Linked DNA regions of Sus scrofa: region 1 is linked to region 2. A link is a contact called in public HiChIP or PLAC-seq data. All regions are on one chromosome and are shown on one strand. Each heading gives the region's core, a stretch centred on a gene start, on an enhancer-like site or on the middle of the called end of the contact. The rest is flanking DNA. Distances are from core to core; before and after follow the strand shown.

What was found. HiChIP or PLAC-seq counts read pairs in DNA pulled down with a chosen protein or histone mark.
Region 1: a contact with region 2 is called in an H3K27ac HiChIP or PLAC-seq map of alveolar macrophages. The contact joins two enhancer-like sites. A contact is called at or near these places in 1 of 47 Hi-C or Micro-C datasets (embryonic fibroblasts) and 1 of 2 datasets of contacts at active chromatin or transcription factors (alveolar macrophages).

Annotation. Positions count from the first base shown.
Region 1 is chr9:72,696,232-72,702,996 of Sscrofa11.1, reverse strand. It overlaps CDK6 (a long non-coding RNA gene), which reads left to right. Exons shown (of 8, transcript XR_002347034.1): 3 at 4,758-4,893. Among named protein-coding and RNA genes, the nearest start is that of CDK6, 66 kb to the left of the region's middle. Within about 2 kb of position 2,371, at least 3 of the 83 cell types and tissues checked have an H3K27ac peak or open chromatin away from gene starts, as enhancers often do. A contact at or near this core is called in alveolar macrophages, where this site is marked.
Region 2 is chr9:72,559,622-72,566,177 of Sscrofa11.1, reverse strand. All of the region lies in intron 5 of CDK6 (a long non-coding RNA gene), which reads left to right. Among named protein-coding and RNA genes, the nearest start is that of FAM133B, 59 kb to the right of the region's middle. Within about 2 kb of position 4,902, at least 27 of the 83 cell types and tissues checked have an H3K27ac peak or open chromatin away from gene starts, as enhancers often do. A contact at or near this core is called in alveolar macrophages, where this site is marked.

The DNA of each region.
Region 1 (6,765 bases), core at 1,122-3,621, 140 kb before region 2:
AGGGTTAGTAGGATGTGTGGACATAAATTTGGTGCATGCATGCTATAACCTTAGAATATGCTTCATGGACTACAAAGGAAGAGGGTAGAGATTTTTAAAAAAATTCTCCTCAATTCTGAAGACTGGCCATAGTTCAAATAAAATTTTGTTTAGCACCCCTAGGCCTCTGTGCCAGACATCTCACAGCTCTTGAACTATTTTATGTCCAAACATTCAAGCGTCTGGAAAAAAAGTGACAGGAAAAAAAAAAAATCCTCATAGAACTTCCTGTGACAGGTCAAAGTTTAATCACAGCAAATAACGCAGATTTCCCTTTTGTTATAACCACAATAGAAAGGCAGGGCGTGTGTTTACAGAGCATGTTGTTTGGGAAACCTTTGTAAATCGCAATCTTTGGAAATCCCAAGCCTATTGGATGTAATCCCATCCATTGGATGAAGAGAGTTTGCCTATGCAATAGATCCAGAATAGCAAGTTAAATGGAGACCGTCAACAGGAAGGAGTTGTTCCAAATTACAGTGGGTCGGATGCAGAGTTAATTCATGGAGATATTTTGTTATGAGATAATTACATCACTAGGACAGCTGGAAAGCTGAGTGCTGTGCTGGACCGCAGCGCTTGCTCTCTGCCCTGCAGCTGGGAGGTCAGGACAATGGAGACAGGGAGAGGACTTATTTTATGGGATAGTTAGGGGCTTGGCTGACTTAATTGTGAAATGATAACAACCTATCTGCCTTTTTTCGGATTGTGTTTGCACAGCTAAACCGGATTCATAGGCTCAGTGAATGCTGAGAACCCCTTTTTGATTCTACTTTTTTGAACATTCGCTTGGATCCCATTAAGCCAAGCTCTAATGGATAGATATTGAATGATAGTTTTTTGTTTCCTCTAAAAGTCAACTGAGATAGTTTGTTCATCTTCAATACAAGGTGATAGTTCTCTTATGAAACTGTAGTCATTCAGTCACTGAAGTGCTATTTTTGTCAGTTTACTAAATAGCAAAAAAAAAAAAGTTTTAGAGAGTTTTAAGATGTTGGTCAACACAAGGAATCAAACAGTTGAAGTTATTTTTCCAGTGTTTATGTTCAGATGTTCAGACCTGTCTGGCTCTTTTGTTTTGCAAGTGTACGGGTTATAGGCAGCTTGGCTGCATTCCTCATTGATTTATATAAATATATTACAGATTGTTAACCTCCTGCCAAATACCAGGGATTTCAGTTGTTGATTAGCTCAGTTGCTTAATGTGAGACTTTTTTGTTATGTTAAAGCATCTGTCTTCTCTTTATTGCCACCAAAGTGATTATTATTTGCTCTGGGGTAGCTCCAGATGGAGTCATTGTAGACAAGAAAGCATCAAAAATATTATGTTCTAAACATTGCTAAGATTAATATTTATAGCTCTTGATTCAAAATGCATTTTCTGGAGTTCCCATCATGGCCCAGCGGTTAATGAATCCGATTAGGATCCATGAGGATATGAGCTTGATCCCTGGCCTCGCTCAGTGACTTAAAGGATTCGGCCTTGGTGGTGTAGGTCGCAGACAAGGCTGGGATCCTGAGTTGCAGTGGCCATGGTGTAGGCTGGCGGCTGCAGCTCCAATTCAACCCCTACCCTGGGAACTTCCATATGAGTTCGGCCCTAAGAAGCAAAAAAAAAAAAAAAAAAAAGCATTTTCTACTCACTGTGTCTAATGTAAATTACTTTTAGTACGATAATGTTTACTAAACAACTAAGAACTTTATGTTTTCGTATAAATATTTCCCCGGATGTCTTCTGAGATGGTCCTGGGTCTGTAGGATGTTGATGGCCAGCATTGGAACCCCAAACCTACAGGGTCTTCTAGGTCTTTGACTTCCCTTGATGTCACTTTTAAATTTCTAAGGAACCTGTAATATGCTCCATTTCCCAAATGAAATTAATAACAGCACTTTCAAAAAAATAAAAGGAATTATCTCCTTAAATCAACATGAGTCGTTTCTACCGGATACCTTTTTTTTTTTTTTTTTTGTAGCCTGGAAGGATATGTAATTATATACATTAACATTTTATACAAGAAAGTTTTACTCTGTGTCTCTTTAAATATGTGTCTTTGAACATGTCTCTTTAAAACTCCACTTTGTAGACAATTGCCCATTGAAAGTAGTGCCTTTTCTTCATGGCTTATCATTTAGGGCAGTTTGCAGCAGCTTTGGGAGCTCATCTCTGCATATCTCAGGTGTGGAGTCCAGGCGCTGCAGGCGGCAACAATGAGTCAATATATTGAGAGTGATATAACTTTGAGGAAAATAAGTTGCTGTGGGTTGGATGTTGTTCTTGCATTGTGTCATACAGAGTGTTTGAAAACGGTTTCAGTGAGATGAAGCAACAGAACATGCTGCCAGGGCTGTTAGGTAACTGAACAACGGTTTGGGAGCAGGTGACCCTTTGGTGAGGCAGTGCTGTATGATCACTTCGCTTTCCAGTTATGTCTCTGTTAAGCTTTTTTTTTTTTTTTTTGCAATTACTAAAATGTCTTACATATTACAAATCGTTAAGTTCAGTGAGAACTGGGGTTACTAAAATCTTTGCTGACCGGAAACAGTGATAAAGCAATGTCTTTTATTCATTTGAAAAAAATTTTTTTTCTCACTTTTGGCCACCCCACAGCACATGGAGTTCCTGGGGCAGGGATCAGATACTAGCCTCAGTTGCGTCCTGAGCCGCAGCTGCACAACGCCGGATCCTTAACCCACTCAGCTGGCCCAGGATCAAACCTGTGTCACAGGCAGTGCTCCCAAGATGCCACTGATCCCGTTGCACCTCAGCAAGAACTCCTGTCTTTTTATTAAATGAAGGAAATGTATTAATTATAATGGAAGACCTTTTTAAAGTAATGTTTAAGAAGCACAACTGTAATGATGCAGTTCCCATGTTTTTATGTGATTTTAGTACAGGCCATGTTTGGTTCATTGCTATTTTATTTTATCACAAAAATAGAAGCTTCAGATATGAAGAAGTTTGGTGATTGTGGAACTCCTTTTTCTTCAAACACAAGAAAAAAAAAATCTATCAGAGTAGGTGGGTTTAATGGAAATATGGTTCAAGGAAGCCTATGAATAAAATGGTCATCACCTCAAATCACCAAATTGAAAGAGTAGCTTTCATAAATTTCCCAGGCATCAGATCCATGTGTGTGAGCCATCATATTTTTCACAGTATGACATGAGTATGACTTATGGCATTATTTTTAATGAATTTGTTAATTAGGAGTTTTTACTTTGTCCAAATAATTTTTTGGAATAAGTCACCTTTTGCATTTGAAGACTTGAGAAGTTTAAAAAAAAAAAAAGTAGATGATTAAAACTTAGAGGTCAGGATATTTGAAAGTAGATAAATGTAAGGAAGAAATTCAGTTGATCTTAATAGTTGACTTTAATGAAGTTACAGAACTCACCCCAAGCTGCCCACAATTAAAAAGGAGTTTGGGTCTGGCTATGAAGTATGTGTGGCTGTTGGTGGTGGTCACCCCATCCGATTTAACTTAATTATAGTGTTCTTTAGTTTCTTTTAAAGTTTAGTTTAGATTTACAGAGAAATACCAAATGTTGTGGAGCCCATTTAGCCCAGAAATGCGGTCGGGTGGCATGGCGAACTAGATAGGTATTAAAAATTTAAGAGGTAACATACAAAGTGGATAATTGTGAGTCAACCCTGCATTTTTGTAATTGGATTATATGCACATTTATAGTTAGTTTCTTTGAAGAAAGTGTTGTTTCATTTTTGAAAATGAAAGAAAATCATGCAGATAGCATTTTTATCAGCCCTTTGTCAGTACCTATATTACATTCTTGTCAAGAAATGTATTTATAGCTTGGTTTTGAGTGGTTTATTTAATTCTTCAAATGTTGGATGAGCTTCTCGTGAGCCAGATAGTGCTCTATGTCTGTTGAAACTAAAGGAAAGTTTGTCCTTTGGCTTGAAAATTCTTTTCAAACTATGGAAGTCTTTGTTTTTCAAACTTAAATTTTGAATTAGTTGTAGTATTTTATGGGAGAAATTGAATTCACGCATCCAAACATAATTATAAAGTTTACCAGTCTTGCCTTTATCATTTAAGGGTGATATAGTTTACCAGTGTAATTTCTGCCCCACCCACCCCCAAAAGTTAAAAATTTATAGTTTTAATTAGCATGGTATTTAGAATTTTAAAACCAAGAATTCTTGCCCTTTCCAGGGAAATGATTTGACTCATCAAGGTTAGAAGGCGCTCTTAGAATTAAACCCAATTTCTCCGTATCCCATTATAATTATTTTCATAGGCATGATTATAATACCTTAAATTCCAGGAAAATCTAAATTGCAGAGGCCAGCATCTCCAAGGAATGCACAGTCTGTCTCTTTAATAATTCTTGAACTGTGAGCTAAGGACTGTATTTCTCCTAGAGGCTGCAGGTTTTGAAACTCTCTCCCTCGGCAAGTTCTACCTAAGATCTTAACTAAGTACCTCTCCAAGCAGACATTCTTGTGTTGTGGTCATGTTGCATTTTCTTTGCCACTATGGATTTTGTCTCCACTTTACCACATGCTCCTCTCCTGAACATTTGTATTGATATTAAAGTATCAGATCCTGTTAGGTATCTTTACATTTACCATAAGGAATTATTAAATGTGGCCTTTCCCCCAATTATGTGATCAAATTGAGGGATACATATAAGACTAACAGGTTACTGTTTTGCTTTTTGCCACCTACTTAATACCTCTTTCTTTTTCCTTTTAGGTTGTTTGATGTGTGCACAGTGTCACGAACAGACAGAGAAACCAAACTAACATTAGTGTTTGAACATGTTGATCAAGACTTGACCACTTATTTGGATAAAGTTCCAGAGCCTGGAGTGCCCACTGAAACCATAAAGGTACCAAGAATTATCTCTGCCTGTCATACTATTATAGACTGTTAAACACTGACATTCTCTCCCTATGAGAATTGTCAGAATTAGAGCCTTTGGAACTCAATATGTAGTTAAATACATCTAGGATGACTAAGTGGAATGTTTAAAGAATGGGATATATTCTAGTTCATTAATTTTAGGGCTCAGTGGAAAAAAACCCTTTAGTTCTAATATATATTAAAATTATTAGAAAATATTTATTTGTACAGTATCTGGCCCCAATCTTAGAGAGTATAGTGTAGTAAATATAGCTTTTTCTGATGGTTCATGGACTCTAAGGGGTATAATTTGAGACATCATTCATGAGTGCATAGAATATTACAATTGTATACTGGCCCCAGGACATACCTATGCTATGTAAATCCAAAGTATTGGTTGTTAAGCCTTTCTTTCTCCATTTTTTTCTCATTCGTAAAATATTTATGGGAAACATAAGTGCCAGGTACCATCCTAAACTCTTGGGATTCAAAGATGGCTTAGGACTCCAAGCTAGATGCAGTGTATTGACTAGAAGTCCTTTCTACCTTTAAGTCTAATGGGAAGAGCTCCTTACAAAATTATGTTAGTCTTACTTTGTTCTGCTTAATTGAACTTCTCAGTAGGTCTTTAGATCTATGGGTATCGTATGCAGGTTGTCATAAAGATCTGTTTGTTTCTGTGAATTAGGTGACTTAGTCAAATAGATTCCTTGCCTTATCATTCATTGTATAGTGGTGAGTTATTGAATTCAGCATCACTTTATTTTATTTTTGTCTTTTTAGGGCCGCACCTTCGGCATATGGAAGTTCACAGGCTTGGGGTCCAAAAGGAACTGTAGCCGCCAGCCTCCACTACAGCTATAGCAACGCCAGATCCGAGCCACGTCTTCGACCCACACCACAGCTCACGGCAACACTGGATCCTTAACCCACTGATTGAGGCCAGGGATCGAACCCATGTCCTCATGGATGCTAGTCAGATTCACTAACCACTGAGCCATGGTGGGAACTCCTAGAATTCAGCGTCACTTTAGATAGTTTAATAGCTGAGAATAGTTTATTTTCTGAACAGAGTTAGATAATGGTTTTTAGTGATATCTAGGTGATACATTTAGAATTTAATTATTATTTCTTTGGTTTTAGAACAATATGGAATTTATTTTCTGCCATCTATCTTTCATAAAAGAACATAGAGCTGAAGAATGGCCTCATTGCTTCTTGAGTGGTTTCAAAGAAAATAAGGCCTTTAAATGTCAGTATTCCTGGAGTTCCTATTGTAGCTCAGAGGTTCAGGACTTGCCCTTATCTCTGTAGGGGTGCGAGTTCAGTCCCTGGCTTCATACAGTGAGTTAAGGATTCAGCATTGCTGCAAGCTACATAGGTCACAGATGTGGCTTGGTTTTGGTATTGCAGTGACTGTGGCGCAGGCCCCAGCTGCAGCTCCAATTTGATCCCTGGCCGGGGAACTTCCATATGCTACACGTGTGGCCTTAAAAAAAAAAAAAAAAAAAAAATCAGTATTCCTAAATACCTGTTCTTGGTACCTTTTCTCTTATATCTCTGCATCCCTCTTTTCTCTCAAATTCTATTCCGATCCTGTGGCTGCATTTCCGTCCTTTGTGAGTTTGTCCAGAATACCACATTTAGCATGCACGGCAGAGCACAGCCCCTTTTCGTGTCCTCCACTTTCTGGGCAAATTGGACGAATCCCCATCCTCTTAGTTTGGCTCATGATTTCCTACCTTTGTGGGCTTTCTCCTTATTGCCATTTCTTTGCTCCTCCCATCAATAACTATCTGCTCACCTTTTTCATGACCCACACTAGCTATCCTCTGACCAACACTTACAGCTGGGTGTG
Region 2 (6,556 bases), core at 3,653-6,152:
GGCAGAGGACACAATACTCCTGGGCTAAAGACACAGGAGACTTTATTACTCCCTACAGTAGCAGCCGCTAAAAAACATATTTATTATAGTTTCTGGCTTAAAACCTGTTTGTCCCATCACTCACGAAACTCTGGACCATCTCTATTTCGCTCACCACCGTATACCTAATATCTAACAGAGCATGGCATAAAGTGGACACTGAGCAAATAAATAATGAATAAATGAACATATTACAGCCCAGGTAGCTCAGAGCCTATCATTCTGAGTAGCTTGGCATAAAATGGGCCAAATGCATTATTTGGTCTATGCCTTCTTCAAAATAGTTTTACCATATTTCTCCCTAGGCACACAATCTCAGATTTTTTCTTCAGTGAGGTTTGTTTCTTATTTTACAGCCCCAGAAAGCACACAAATTTTAATTTAGATATGTTACATCATTTTTTACTAACTGAAATGATGTAAACATATTAAATAGATGCTGGTCCCAGCACTGTTCCTTTGGATAATTCTGATGTGAAGGAAATGAAACTCACGGAAACCAGGGGCTCCTATGATTTCTCAAATATTCTTTGAAGGACTAGGTGGTTAAGATGATTCTGGGCCCTGTGGGAGATAGCAAAGATGTGAAATCACTTCTCACTTACACGTACCAAAGTCTGTGGCCAGGACCTCAAAGAGATTACAGTCTATTTGAGAAAATAAGAAAAGCGGACATGATGCGTTAGTTTACTGAGGCCTTTTTTAAATAGTACAAGCAGTGTGTCAGACTCTCAACATAGGTAAATGCTCAGCTACCTGGTGCAGGTTTAAATACTAAGGGAGCTTAGAAAAGTTCGGTATTACTGTGGACTGGAATAATAGAGACATCACGAAGTTAGGTGTGAGCTGGATTGTTGGAGCTCTTCGATTGGTTCTTTAGGAAGGACTTCATCAAGCAAGCCACCAAAATAGCAGTGTATTCTTGGAAAAGCGAGCCCTAGCTGGAGTGGTAGGTTTCAAATGAGAAATAGGGTCTTTCGTGCACAATCACCGTTGGAACTGCACACAGCCTTTATGACTCCTCTTCCATTCAGTTTAACAGTGCACAGCGAGGAAGCCACACCTTTGGGAAAATACAGCTGGAATGGGGGGAAGGGAGCGGGGGGGACAAAAGACGGAGCCCTTCTAAGGAGGATCTGAGAAGTAAATAAACCCTGAAGGAAAAGCTTGGAAGGTCAGCGTGTGTGCTCATAAATTCCAGCTATTACCAGAGATGAAAGGGAAGTGAGAGGACTGAGGAACAATAGGCAGGGGTGTTCCCTGGTCCCCTCTAACTGCCTGTTTACTGTAGGGGCGGAGCAGCAGGGCCGCCCAGATGGCAGAGCCAAAGTGAGAATGAAGCTTCCTTGCCCTAAGACCTCTTTAGGAAATCCTGTTTGTGATGGTGGCTTCACTGCAAAGTAATCAGGAGCTCTCCCTGTGTTGTAGAAGCTCACTTCTAAAACCATGAACAGGCACAGTTTCTAATGAGTTTGAAATCTTATTATCTTGTGTGCCCTCAGCAAGACAGAAACTGCATATCAGGTGAGGCTTCAGTCACCGTATTTTGCAAGCCTTTGCTTATCTTTCTTGTGCCGCTGACATGCTGGTAACACAATAGCTTAACAACAAGATAAGCCTCATCTTTTATCTTTTTTCCTGTGTGGCTGTGTTAGGGAATGATGGTTTTGTTGGCCTTTGAAAGGCAGGAAAGGGCAAAGCCCCGTGATGCCATGTCTTTGGCATTGCATTACTTCATTAAGAGAATTACCTTAAAAGCCTGGGAAATACAGCTTAAGATTGATGAGAGCCGGGTGAAAAAAACCTTGATTTCAAACCAGATTAACCAGAACGTCCATCCCCGAAGAGATCCGGTTTTACATCCACCCTTGGGCTCTGTCTACCCTTTTCTCCTCTTTTTCCTTCCACCACGCAAGTGCTTTTGGACATAGGAGTGGACGATTTGCTTTCCATGCCAAACCTCATGAAATGGGATTTGTCTTCCCTCGCAGACAGGTGGCCAAGCTGTTCCAGAGAGGCCTCTGGCTGCCCACTGGCCTCACTGGATCCACAGCACTGCGGTGGCACAGCATAAGCCACCTATCTGACCCCATGCCCTCACAATCTGGAGCCCACGTGGCAGCCTCAGGTGGTGACAGCTTTGGTCAGGTGGTGTGGAGTTCCCCTGGCAGACGGAGGAGAGCCAGAGAGCAGCTGTCCTGCATCATTTTTGTGTGACAGAGGGAACCTCGAAAATGGCTGCCCCAGTAGTTAGAGGACTGGCTTTCCTCCCTCTGCCTCGGGGTGGATTAGGCCTTGGGAAAGGAGTTTGGGCCTTCTCACTCTGTACACAGTACTTACCGTGGCCTTCTGTGCTTATTCTGTGCACACTTATTATGGGCACCAGAGACAGGTTTCACAAGCCTTTTTCCTATGAGACTAGATTAGTCATGAGGGTTAATTATTCTGTACTTAGAGGAAATATTATGATGGAGAGAAAAATAGGTTTCTGGAAGCCAGGAAATAGAGGGTCTCAGAACATCAAATTGCTCCATAAAGAAAGCACGGGACCAGAGTTCCCGTCGTGGCACAGTGATTAACGAATCCGACTACGAACCATGAGGTTGCGGGTTCAGTCCCTTGCCTTGCTCAGTGGGTTAAGGATCCGGCATTGCCGTGAGCTGTGGCATAGGTTGCAGACGCGGCTCGGATCCCGCGTTGCTGTGGCTCTGGCGTAGGCCAGTGGCTATAGCTCCGATTCGACCCCTAACCTGGGAACCTCCATATGCCACGGGAGCGGCCCTAGAAAAGGAAAAAAAAAGAAAAAAAAAAGAAAGAAAAAGAAAAAGAAAGCAAGCACGGGACCATTTTATTACAGTCTTTGTACACACACACCGAAAAAATAATCATGATTCTCTAAACATCCAAAATGCCCCTTCTTAGCTATGTGTGGCGTCCAGTTCCAACCCCACATATCCTCAGGGAGCGTCCCTTCTTGCAGAGAAAAGCGCAGTTGGATTCTAATAAAAGAAGACCCTGAGTCTTCATGCTGTTGCCTTCAGCTAACGCTGCTGAATTTCTGCTTGTAAGATAATAATGAAATAGCCATTTCCAGAAATGCAAAGAAGGCAGGTCAGAACTCCCCGGTGCTGGCCCTAAAAGCCTTCTGGTTTTGAGTGCCTCAGACCACAGCATTGATAGAAAAAAATTTGGACCCAGTTCCCTGCTTTTGCCTTCCACTCTTCCCCACTAAGGGCCCACATGAAAAGCAAGTGTGGCCTTGTTTTCTCTGGATCCTCTGGGCCCATTTCTTTTCTTTCATCATCTTTCCTAAAGCTGATAGGACAGTTCCACGGGGGAGAAACAACTAGTACACTTGGATGAACTCTGCGAGATGCAAAGAGCATTCGTCTTGTCCCTGATTCTGAAGTGCTTCTTTGTATGGAGGGGGAAAAAAATGAGGATCGTTCTAGACTGGATAGTCAAATCTCATTTGTGTCATATTTGTGATGTTTTGAACTGGGTGGAGAAGGCATTAGTGATAAAGCATATGGGATTGTAAGGCAGTGGTTGACCTGCTTAACAGAACCCGAGTTGTCAACAACCCTTGAAAAGCACTTGAAAATTCCAGTTGTTGCTAAAGATGAAAGAGAAATGAATAGACCTCATCAGCTCTTCCTCTTCTGTGTCATCCTTTAGGTTAAATGTCACCTCCTTAGAGAGGCCTTTCCTAACCACACTGTTCTTCACCAGAGCATCTTATTTTCTTCATAATACTCACCCTTTACAGATTGCTTTCCTTTCTCCGTATCTGAACTATAAGCCCTACAAGATCAGGGACCACATCAGTTCCCTCATTCCTATGTTCCCTGCACTCAGCAGTGAAGAGCCTTCCAGATTCTCAAGATGCTGAAGGAATGAAGGAATACTTGAAGTCCCGTGTGGCAGACTTGTTTCGTGTTCTTAGTGGACTCACGGTTCCTTAGGATCCCTCCATCCCTCTCTTAGATTCAAATAAGCAACACCACTTGGTCTCAACATCCAGCTTACCAGAGTGGTTTCCATTCATTACTTTTTCTTTAAAGAAAAAAAAACCTGGAATTTTTGTTCAGAGTCTCCAATCCACTAACAGTTCCATCTCTGAGGCTGCAGTCTAGTGAAGTGGTTGCAAGCTCTGGCTTTGGAGCATCTAGTTTCATCTCTGTCACTTCTTAGTTGGCTAATGGTGACTCATTATTAACCATCTCTCGACCTCAGTTTCCTCAACTGTAAAATGAGGATATTAATATAGACCTCTCACCTAGTGTTAATCTGAGGTTAAATAAAACAGCACATGTAAAGTAGTGAGTTTTTGTTTCGCACTGCCTATGCTTAGCAAAACTTGGCCACTGTTATTTTTGTTCATACTGTTAAAGTGCCTTGGGGCATCATTTTTCTAGAACAGGATAAGGGGTGACTTCTTGTCAGAGGTAACCCTAGGCATTTGAAGAATTCAGGGTCAAAAATGGAGTTCCTGTCGTGGCTCAGCACAAATGAATGTGACTGGTATACATAAGAACACAAGTTTGATCCCTGGCCTGGCTCAGTGAGTTAAGGATCCAGTGTTGCCATGAGCTGTGGTGTAGGTTGCAAACGCGGCTCGGATCCTGCATTGCTATGGCTGTGGCATAGGCCAGCGGCTACAGCTCAGATTAGACTCCTAGCCTGGGAACCTCCCAATGCCTCGGGTGTGGCCCTAAAAAGACAAAAAAAAAAAAAGAAGAAGAAGAAGAAGAACTCAGAGTCAAAAAACATAGGACCTGTAGTGCTGAGGTTTAGGCAAAGCCTCATGCCTAAGAGCACAAAGTATGAACTTAGGTCACAGCCGACTGGGCAGGATGGCCACATGACTCAATATTGAAGTAGTGACTAATTGTCGCAGGGTTCCTGGTGTCTCTTCCCCTCCACCCCACCACAGTCACCACAAAGGCTAAAACTGATCCAGGAGTCTGGTTAGAGGCTGAGCATACAGTGAGTTTCAGCAAACCCATCTAGCAAGAGTAGAGAAGCCAGACAGGCACTCCAGGTGAGGGCTCTACTAACTGTGACAGGCAGGAATTGGGGACCCCTGTGTCATTGTCCTTAGTACCTCACAGAATCCAGAGTGCAGTCCCCAGGGTGTAATCAGCTGTCAGAGATTCTTGTTTGGAACCACAGGAAGAGGTGGCTCACAACAACTCATAGGGAAACTCCAAACAGTCAGCAGGAAGAAACTCAATCACAGATGAAAATGATTTTGTCCCCCTCATTTTTCTATGCAGTTAATCTGAGGGGGGAAGTGAGGCGACATTCAGCTATGAGACATTTACTGAACAGAATGTACTTTAACTGTTCCCTTTCATTTAGTGGCAGGTTGACAGGACTTGACCAAGAAAAAAAGCAATGACTTGAGCATTTAATGATCTTGCTGGACGTAATTGCCTTTCATACAGATTTGTGAGGCTGATGCTCCCCTTTTCCATCTCGCTTGGAATTCAAAGAGGAGCTCGATTGCTTTTAATGTTTCTGAACCATAGAAAGTCAGTAATCTAGACTTTTTTTTAAAATCTTACATTTAATATAAGATTTCTTTTTTAAATAGTATGCATTGTGTTCTTCATTTAACAAAAGTCGTGTTAGTTTACTGTAAAACTTTTTTTAAAATATGAGTAAAGCGTACAGGATAAGCCTAGAGCATCTTATTGTACCAGAAAGTAAGAAGATGCTAAAAAAAATTATGGTAACATGTCAGAAGTGCACAGGATTCAGCTTAAAGGGAACCATTAGATAATTCTGAAATAATTTGAGCATCAACATATATAATTATAGAAATGGATTAAACCCATTAAATAAAACACAAGTTCGTGAGTCCATACTTAGAAGTGGACAAGTAAATGGCAGAGAAGGGAAAGCTCTTTCTTAATTTAGAATGCCAACTAATAAATATAGATAGAATGGTAGATTTAGAAAAGTATCAATGATGCTAAAACTTTGAGTGAACATATTTTGATGCAGATCAAGAAATTTATATAATGTCAAAAAAGCTCTATAAAATACTTATTTTTCAAGGTGAGGAGAAAGAAGAAGAAAGAAAACCATCAACCAGGAGCCAAGAGATGACCATTAATAATTACTTAACAGGTGTCTTGATTGTTTTGCCTGTATGTTATAATCTTTTGATTTTCTTATTAAATGAGCTCATGCTTTTTGTAACTTGTTTTTCTCATATAAAAAAATCATGATCTTATTTATTTGTATTTAAATATTGGTAGGCAAGTAGTAAATATTTGGTGAGTGAAATTCACAAGCCTTTTTAAAAGCGAGATCGTTATCTGTGTTCTTGTAATTAAGGTTTCCCTCATTCCCACCACTTTTCCCAGGAATTAGGATTAATTCCTAGAAGTGGAATGGTGAGGTAAAGAATATTCTAAACCCTCAAACCTTTGATACCTGGAGCCAAATTGCCCTCCAGAAAGATTTTTCTATTTTATTTTCCCACCAGTGACATATGTATTCATCA